Regions from separate parts of the Pan troglodytes genome. Here all the other regions are linked to region 2. Evidence: chromatin contacts called from public Hi-C and HiChIP or PLAC-seq data. All regions are on one chromosome and are shown on one strand. The core of a region is the stretch at or near the end of the contact, and the rest is flanking DNA. Distances in the headings are between cores, read along the strand shown.

The links. A called contact is a pair of places that touch in the nucleus more often than the background predicts. HiChIP or PLAC-seq counts read pairs in DNA pulled down with a chosen protein or histone mark.
Region 1: a Hi-C map of stem cell-derived neural progenitor cells shows a contact between it and region 2, with 5 times the contacts expected there. The contact joins the promoter of ADSL here to the promoter of TNRC6B in region 2. A contact is called at or near these places in 2 of 7 Hi-C or Micro-C datasets (blood and stem cell-derived neural progenitor cells) and 1 of 1 datasets of contacts at active chromatin or transcription factors (stem cell-derived excitatory neurons).
Region 3: a contact with region 2 is called in an H3K4me3 HiChIP or PLAC-seq map of stem cell-derived excitatory neurons, with 10 times the contacts expected there. The contact joins the promoter of RPS19BP1 here to the promoter of TNRC6B in region 2. A contact is called at or near these places in 5 of 7 Hi-C or Micro-C datasets (blood, induced pluripotent stem cells, a lymphoblastoid cell line and 1 more), 1 of 1 datasets of contacts at active chromatin or transcription factors (stem cell-derived excitatory neurons) and 1 of 1 other capture datasets (stem cell-derived neural stem cells).

What each region holds. Positions count from the first base shown.
Region 1 is chr23:42,341,845-42,344,709 of NHGRI_mPanTro3-v2.0_pri, forward strand. It overlaps ADSL (adenylosuccinate lyase), which reads left to right and starts at 1,267. Exons shown (of 13, transcript NM_001280160.1): 1 at 1,267-1,449. The coding sequence starts at 1,297.
Region 2 is chr23:42,040,615-42,043,431 of NHGRI_mPanTro3-v2.0_pri, forward strand. It overlaps TNRC6B (trinucleotide repeat containing adaptor 6B), which reads left to right and starts at 1,523. Exons shown (of 25, transcript XR_010156023.1): 1 at 1,523-1,784.
Region 3 is chr23:41,529,619-41,532,411 of NHGRI_mPanTro3-v2.0_pri, forward strand. It overlaps RPS19BP1 (ribosomal protein S19 binding protein 1), which reads right to left and starts at 1,353. Exons shown (of 4, transcript XM_515142.6): 1 at 1,175-1,353; 2 at 883-1,011. The coding sequence starts at 1,226.

The sequences.
Region 1 (2,865 bases), core at 17-2,516, 300 kb after region 2:
TCCTGGGCTCAAGTGATTCTCCCACCTCAGCCTCCCAAGTAGCTGGGACTACAGGTGCACACCACCACACCCAGTTAATTTTTGTATTTTTTGTAGAGACAGTGTTTCATCATGTTGCTCAGGCTGGTCTCCAACTCCTGGACTCAAGCGATCTGCCCAGCTCAGCCTCCAAAGTGCTGAGCTTATAGGCGTGAGTCACCGTGCCCAGCTGAGACACCTGGCTCTTAACAGCTCCAGATGAACCCTTTCCTGTGTGATCACCCCACTGGCACTCCAGACTGAGCAATATAGCAAGACCCTGTCAAAAAAAAAAAAGGGGGGGGCATTTGAGTGTTTCTATTTCTATTTATTTATTTATTTATTTATTTTATTTTTTGGAGACGGAGTCTCGCTCTGTCGCCCAGGCTGGAGTGCAGTGGCGCGATCTTGGCTCACTGCAACCTCCGCCTTCCGGGTTCAAGAAATTCTCCTGTCTCAGCCTCACAAGTAGCTGAGACTACAGGTACAGGTCGCCATGCCCGACTAATTTTTTGTATTTTAGTAGAGACAGGGTTTCACGTGTTGCCCAGGCTGGTCTCAAACTCCTAAGCTCAGGAAATCTGCCTGCCTCGACCTCCCGAAGTGCTGGGATTACAGGCGTAGGCCACCGCAGCCGGCTCACTGGGGGCGCAGTAAATGCCGATTCCCCTTGGGTATCTTCATTTCTCCTTAGAGCCGAGCTCGGTGCGCCGCGGGCAGGAGTGGGTGGGGCGACAGTAATAAGAGTAACAGCAAGCGTACACACGGCCTTCCAAGTGTGCCAGACACCGCTCTAACACTGAATCCGCACAACCCGAAAGGCAGGCCTTTTTTTTTTTTTTTTTTTTTTTTTTTTTTGCTTTTTGTTTTTTAGAGACGGGAGGGTCTCCCTGTGTTGCCCAGGCTGGTCTCGATCTGTTGGCCTCCAGCGATCCTCCGGTCTGGGGCCCCCACAGTGCTGGGATTACAAGCGTGAGCCACCGCGCCCGGCCAAGGAAGTCTTAATGTACCTCTTTTCAGACAGGAAAACTAAAGGGTAGCGCGGCTAAGTAACGTAGGAAGCATCAATCATGTTTCTGGTCAAAGAAGCGAACCAAGTCAATTCTCAGGCAGAAGCAGCCGAGATTCTCCGCAGCCGGCAGCGCCCAGGGCGCCCGGAACCCACAGAGCGGGACCGCGTGAAGGAAGTCCCGCCCCGCCCCGTCCTGCCCTGGCCTCCAGGTTTCCGCTTCCGCTCTTCCCTGGTCCAGTCCACCCTGGCGGGGTCGCAGGGTTGGGATGGCAGCTGGAGGCGATCATGGTTCGCCCGACAGCTACCGCTCACCTCTTGCCTCCCGCTATGCCAGCCCGGAGATGTGCTTCGTGTTTAGCGACAGGTATAAATTCCGGACATGGCGGCAGCTGTGGCTGTGGCTGGCGGAGGCCGAGCAGGTAACGGATCCCGGGCTGAGGGGCTGGGCCGGGAGGGACGGGCCCGCCCCAGCACGTGCCGGGCTCTGTTCCGGGCTGGGCTTAGCCACCCCGGAGCTGCGGCCCGGCTATTTTCGGCTGGGTGTTCTCTGTCCTGAGGAGCTACGGCCCCAGGAAAGCAAGGGCAGGAGATCCGGGAGCCGCCACCTGTTGCCTCACGTGTTCTTAGTCCGAGAGGGTTCGAGACGCGGAGGAGGCTGGGAGAAATTCAGCCTGTAGTTTCAGGGAATTCATCTTGGCCATCCCCGCAGGAGTACGCTGCTAACCACAGACACCGAGCGCTTGTTTCGTACTGTTGTGCTCATTATTTCACTAATCTTTTCTTGTGTAATCCATGAAGATCTTGCAGGCTTGATGGTGTTTTTCCCACATTGCAGGGGAGAACAAAGCCCGGACAGCTTGTTGTTTGCCCTAGCCCATCCAGCTATTAAGAACGGAACTGGGATTTGAACCTGGGTGCAGTCCAGAGCCTGAGCTGAGCACGTAGCCCCTTGGTTTTCCACAGTGCCTGTGTAGTTAGTGACAGGACTGGAATGCTTGTTTTCTAGGCCACCGTTTCCGCCTCACTGGCCTCCGCTTTGCCTCTTAGGAGAAGACTCCGGGTAGGGGTTTATTAAACGGGGTTTATAATTTCTTTTCTAAGGGCTGCATAGAGAACTTCTTAGCCCAGCGGTTTCAGAAATAGCTCCAGAAGAGTTGAAGCAAACTGAAGGTGATCCAGAGAGCGATAATGTTTCTCCTCAAGTTTCAGAGGAAAGTGCCACAACGAGCAAGTTGGCAATGCCCTCTCAAACGGCACAGTAAACATGGAAACAATTTGACTTCGGGCCTAGGACCTGTACCATGGAACTCTCCAAACAGGAAGCTTTCATTCTAGATTCCCTCCCTCCCCTTATCACTGCCCTCCAAAATATTGGGCGATACACTACAATAACAGCAGACATTCAGACAGTGCCTTCTGAGATCCGGGTCTTAACCCTTTACACATGGTTGCTTATTAATCCTCCAAACAACCCTGAAGAGTAGGTATGAAATACTATGACTGTACCTGTTTTACAGATGGAAGAATGAAGCATCAACTTAATAAACTCTTGGCGTAGATAGCGATAGTAGTAGACCTTAATGTGTTGTGGTTTGTGATGTACTAGTGTGTACTCTTTCTATTTCATCTGATATTCTATTCTGTAGATGAGGGTAGTGGTACTCAAGACTTTGCCAGGGTCGCCAAAGCTAGTAAATGGCTTCAAGCTGGAATTGGAATGTAGAGTCTGAGTATGTGTTCTTTCTGTTGGCCTGAAATGCATACAATTTTGGCTTTGGATTATCTGTTAGGGTGTCAAAATTACCATAAATTGCATAATAACTTAGTAGCTAAGA
Region 2 (2,817 bases), core at 273-2,772:
CACTGAAGCTACAGGGGATGGGGATTTGGGACGGTAAAATGTTAATTACCCAAGATGGAATGTGGGCTAGAGTCCAGCGTTGTGCTCCTGGAGATCATTTCGGTCGCAGAAGCTCACTGGCAATGGGTCCTAAGCATCCTGCCCTCCTCTGGCTGAAATGTTGGATTCACTTCGATGAATGCTGCTATAGGGAAAGAACCCAGTGGCCACCAGCCAGGAGCACACGTCTTGCTCACCATCAATTATCCTGGAAGATTTCCAGGAGCTGAAGGGCTGTTCTCTTTGCATGCAATAAATTATTCATTTCTAAGACGATTTATTCTGTCTCTCTCTTTAGACTTGATTTCTCCTAGTTTTCCAGCTCTTGAGGACTCTCTCCAAAGAATGAGTTGTAGATGGTTGGTCAGGGGTTGCGAGTGGCGCCTAGGCTTCACATAAAAGGAGGCAGAAATGTCTACCTTAACTTAAAGGGGAGAGGAATGGGTCCTGGGGAGGAAGATGTGGTGGAGGCAATGACAACCTCTCCATAGTAAGTCCCCAACAAAGTCACTTCCAGAAACTGACTGAAGACTTTGAGTTCCAAATGAAACGTTTTTAAGATGCTAGGTTGGCTGACAACTACATTGTCTAAGGTGGAGGCACTAAAGCATAATAAAAAGAGTGAAGTCTCTGCAGTTTGACCCAGGACCAGATGCCAGGCCCACCAACGACTCTGTATCTGGATGACCTTGGGCAAGTTTTCTAAGCTTTCGCCAGCCTTAATTTCCCATCTATAAAAACTGGATACTGCATTACTCCCAGGTTTAACCAGATAATGTTTGTGAAGAAAGCAGCCCAATACTTGGCATAAAATAGGCAAGGGAGTCACTATTATCGTCAACTACTGGCCAAACAACCAGAGTTGACCCCAAATCCCCAGTAAACAATTAACCGTAGCAGAGCGAATCCGGATCTGACGCACCTATTTGCCCAATAAGGTGCCAGGAAATAACACAGTGGAGTCAAACCAATGGTATTAGCCCTTGTTGTTGGACGGGCTTTCTTGCTGTTCCACCAATAGCTTGAAGATTTGACTGGGGAGTGACATCCTGACAGTCCAATGACGCACAACCAGCCCACACTCAGCACTTCGGAGGGGATAAATCAAGGAGCCGGCGCGTATGGATTCCGTTATAGGGCAGTACTGGTTGGAGAGAGGAGCTTAGGGAAACAGCGCCGAGGCAAGGCACTAATGAGCTAAAAATAAAAAAAAAAGACGATGGTTGCGCCAAGCGACCTCGGCCGCCATCATGCTCTAATTTCCCCTGAGTCTCTCTGGGTCCTCGACCGAGGAAGCGGCCTCTGGGATGCTGAGGGGGTGTGTCCCCACATGATTGGCTCAGGCAGCTCAGCCAATCCTAGCTCGTTAAACGGGAAGCACTTAACCAATGAGGGGCGAAGGCAGCAACGAGGAATTGGAGGGGCGGAACGACAGCTTGACGGGCACAAAAGTCAGCCAGTGAGAGCCGGAAGCATCCTCCCTGCGGCCAATGGAGTGGGGCTCTGGGCGGGCCCCCGAGTGTTTGTGTTGTGGTTTTGGGGGAGGGATGCGGAGGGGAAAGTTTGTTTATTTTGTTTTTAGTTTTTGGGGTCCCCGTGCTGCTGCAAGGCGAAACGGGAGGGAGTGACCCCTGCGCCCCTCAGTCCCCCCTACGACGTCGCCTCCATAGTCTGCGGAGAAGCGGGGACTGCGCGCCTCGCCTCACAGCGAAACGCCGCGCACTCGGAGCCGGCACGGCTCGGCGGTGAGTGAGGTGCGGCGGCCGCGCCGTCCTTCCCCTCCCCCGCGCCCCGCCGGGACGGCGCGGGGCGGCTGGGGGTCGGCGAGGTCGCCCCCGGGGGCGCGCGGCGCGGCCCGGGGCGGTGAGCGGAGGCGCGGCGTGTGCGTGTCCTCGCGAGGGAGCGCGCGTGGGGCGGGGAGCGGGCCGGGGAGGGGGCGTGAGCGCGCGCGGGGCCGGTGCTGCCGGCGGCGCTGAGCGCGCGCTCCGCGGGAGCGGGCGCCGCCGAGATTTGAGTCGAGGGGCGGGGAGGGACTCGGGGCGACGTCCGGCGCGCGGGCCGGGGCGCCCCGAACGGCCGGGCAGGCACTGGCGGGCGCGCGCGCGGCTCCGGGCGTCACGCGCCAGCAGGTGTGAGCTGGGGGAGGGCTTCCGGGTGGGCTGGCCCAGCCGAGTCGAGTTCGCTTCCCGTCTCCGGGGGGCCTCGGCGCGGGGACACCTTCCCAGCCCGCGGAGGCGCGTCCGCCCCTGGCTGGCGGTGGCAGAGGGAGGCGTCAGGCCTCGGATCCTCGGGTCCCTGCGCAGCGTCCCGGCCTGTGTGCAGGACCTGCGTGACAAGGTGAATGCGTTCCACACCCCTCGCCAGGGCCCTGCGTGTGCGGCCACTTGGGGAGGCGGCTCAGACTCTGGACAAGGAAACGAGGGGCACGGAGAGTGTTTTTACACCTTCCCGTGGTCCGGTGCCCTTCAGTTCCAGACTACCGGTTTATTCGGCTGTGGAGGCTGGACATCCGATCCAGCGAGACACGCTGTAGTGGTTAAAGACGTCCAGTAACGGTCACCTCTAGTCAAGCGCCTTAAGGACCAGCTTATTCTGAATTCTTTGGAATTCAGGTTACCAGCCTGGGACTTTAAGTTCGTGCTTTCTCATGTGTTTTGGCTGTTTTATTACTTTTTAGCATCAGTGCTAGAGATTGAACGAGAGGATGGTGAATTTCAAGTTGGTCATTTGTATTATAATTTAAGCAAAATTATACAAAATTGGCCAAAGATATTTCTT
Region 3 (2,793 bases), core at 103-2,602, 510 kb before region 2:
GTCCCCCAAGAAACTAGGCTCCACCTTCACAGCCAATTCACCACTAAAACCCCTCTAAAGGCTGAAATTCTCTGCTGCCCCCTCTTCAACATATTTTCCACCTGCACAATTCTCTTGTTATCTCTGCTGCTATAGCCACTGCCCAGGCCACAGCATGTCCTATTTCAATGGAGTAGGTAATAGCAGCACTCTGGAGACACAATGCCTGGGCAGCCACAATGCCTGTACCACCTGGGCAGGTGCCTTTTTCTGAATCTGTAAAACGGGGGTGATAGTAGTATCGACCTCAAAGGGCTGCTGTAAGGATCAAACGAGCTTACATTTGTACAGCACTTAGAATCAGCACCTGGTACAGAGTGTTAGTGAATGTGTTTAAATGCTCCATCTTTGATCCTCATTCACTAGGTCACCTTTACCAGCCTTTATTTTTTCAAATTCTCAAAGGCAACAACCTCCTTTCTGACTCAGGACCTTTGCACATACTATTCTTCCTAGAATATTCTCCTACTTTTCACCTAGCTCACTCTTATACATCCTTCAGCTCTCGGCTGAAATGTCGCTTCCTCAGAGAAGGCTGACTTGGCCTAAGTCCCCATCAGAGTACCGTAGTCTTTTAATTCATAGGCTTCAATGCACTTAGCAATGACACACTGGGTTTGATATTCTTTGATGCTTCTCTCCCCACTAGGGCCGTAGTCCACGAGGACCAGGACGGTGGCGTGTTCTGTCACCTTCGTATGTCCAGGGCCCCGCTCCGCGCCTGGCACACAGTAGGTCTAGCAATACCGGGCGAACGCTTCAAGCCCTGCCTCAAGCGCCACCTCCTCTGGGGCGCAGGTCCCAGCACCGGAGGCAGCACTTTCAGCCCCTTCCCGAACTTACCCAGTGCCGACTTGGGCACCTTTCCCTTGGCCGAGTTCCGCAGTTTCTGGGCCTGAATTGCCTTCGTCTTCCGGGGCCGTTTCACCGGAGCCCCTCTCGGCTTGGCCTGACCTGGAGGGTCCCGGGGGGCTGTAGGGGAAGAGAGAGGAAGAGACCCAGGTCAGAGGGCGCGCAGCGTTCCCATGCCACTGGGGCTAAGCCCGGCCTGGATTGTTTTCCATCCAGGGCTCCCGCCCACAGCCACTGCCATCCTCCTGCCCGCGCCGGACGTCCCCTGGCCAGCCCTCCTCACCCTCGGACGCCGCCAGCAGCTCCAGGCCACGCCGCAGCAGGGCGGCGGACATGGCGGCGCTTGGCTCCGCCCACGAGCCTCACACTACTTCCGACCTGGCAGTCCCTGTCGTCTCGGTGGAAACCCGAGCCCGAACAGAGGGTTCCGGAGGGGGATGGGCGGAAGTGCCCATCTTTCTTAGGACGCATGCGTTAGGGGTTTACACTTGAGCGGAAGAAGGGGCGGAAACTGGAGGCGGGTCCAAGGCGCAGAAAGACACATGTGTTATTCAATCCCAATCTACCTGGCTCCTGGCGCTCAGTCCCCTCCTTCCCCGGAAGTCGTCCGCAACCTGCTCCGCCGGGTTGGCCAATCCTCTCGGGTCTCGTGGCTCCGTGGCGGGCTAGGATGGGGACAGGGCGGAGTGTTTTTCATATACTTCAACCAGCACTAGGTATCGCACAGGTTGAGTGCGGCATGAGAATCCAGTTGTCTTCCCTTAAGCCAGACATTAAAGACATATCTTTGTTTTGAAAACTACAATTATTTCTCATAAAATACGTTATGTTACCAAGCAATGGGTTTATTGTCATTTTAAGTGAATTAATGAATATGTAAAATTTTTGTTTTAGTTTCTAGTATGACAAATATCAGTTGCCTACATACAAAAGTTCTTTGGGATCCTGAATTTTTTAAAATTTATTTTATTTAATTAAATTAAATTTTTTTTTGAGACGGAATCTCGCTCTGTCGCCCAGGCTGGAGTGCAGCGATCTCGGCTCACTGCAACTTCCGCCTCCCGGGTTCAAGCGATTGTTTTGCCTTAGCCTCCCGAGTAACTGAGATTACAGACGCCCGCCACCACGGCCGGCTAATTTTCTTTTTAAAAAATTTTTAGTAGAGACGGGGTTTTGCCATGTTGGCCAGGCTGGTCTTGAACTCCGGACCTCAAGTGATCCGCCCACCTCAGCCTCCCAAAGTGCTGGGATTACAGGAGTGAGGGGATTCTGAAGTTTTAAATGTAAGAAGCTTCTTAGACCAAAACATTTGAGCCCCTCTGGCCTAGAAGTGACACTGCTTACCTGGGGGAGGAGCCCTGGGCTTGTTCGCTGCTCCATCTGCAGCTGGCAGCCCAGCACCTGGCATGGAGAAGACACGCAATAAGTGAACGGTGAATCAGAAGGGACCACTGGGTTCACTCAGCCGGGTTCTGAGGGCCTTCTGTGTACTTGACACCACAGAGTGTGGGACCTGGAGTTCGTCCTCCGGGATAGACCACACCGTTTAAGCTCCATCGGCTAGATAGTAATAATAACAACCAACACAAACTCAAGCATTTGTGCTGTTCTACGTGCTTTACATTTGTTAACTTGTTTATCCCCCCTACCCTTCCAGGTAGGAATTGTCTTTTGCATTTTACAGACGAGGAAACAAACACAGAGAGGCGAAGGTCACACGGGTGGAGTCAGGGGTGGGAGTTAAGACTGGCAGCCTGGCCGCAGGATTTGTGGGGGCGCTCCTGCCCCAGCCACCAGGGAGAGCAGTGTTGTGGTGCTGGGTGGGGCCTGTCAAGCCATGGGGTCAGGTAGGCCCCTGGAGGGTGAGGAGGAGCTGACCATGTATGGGCAGCGGGGATTGTT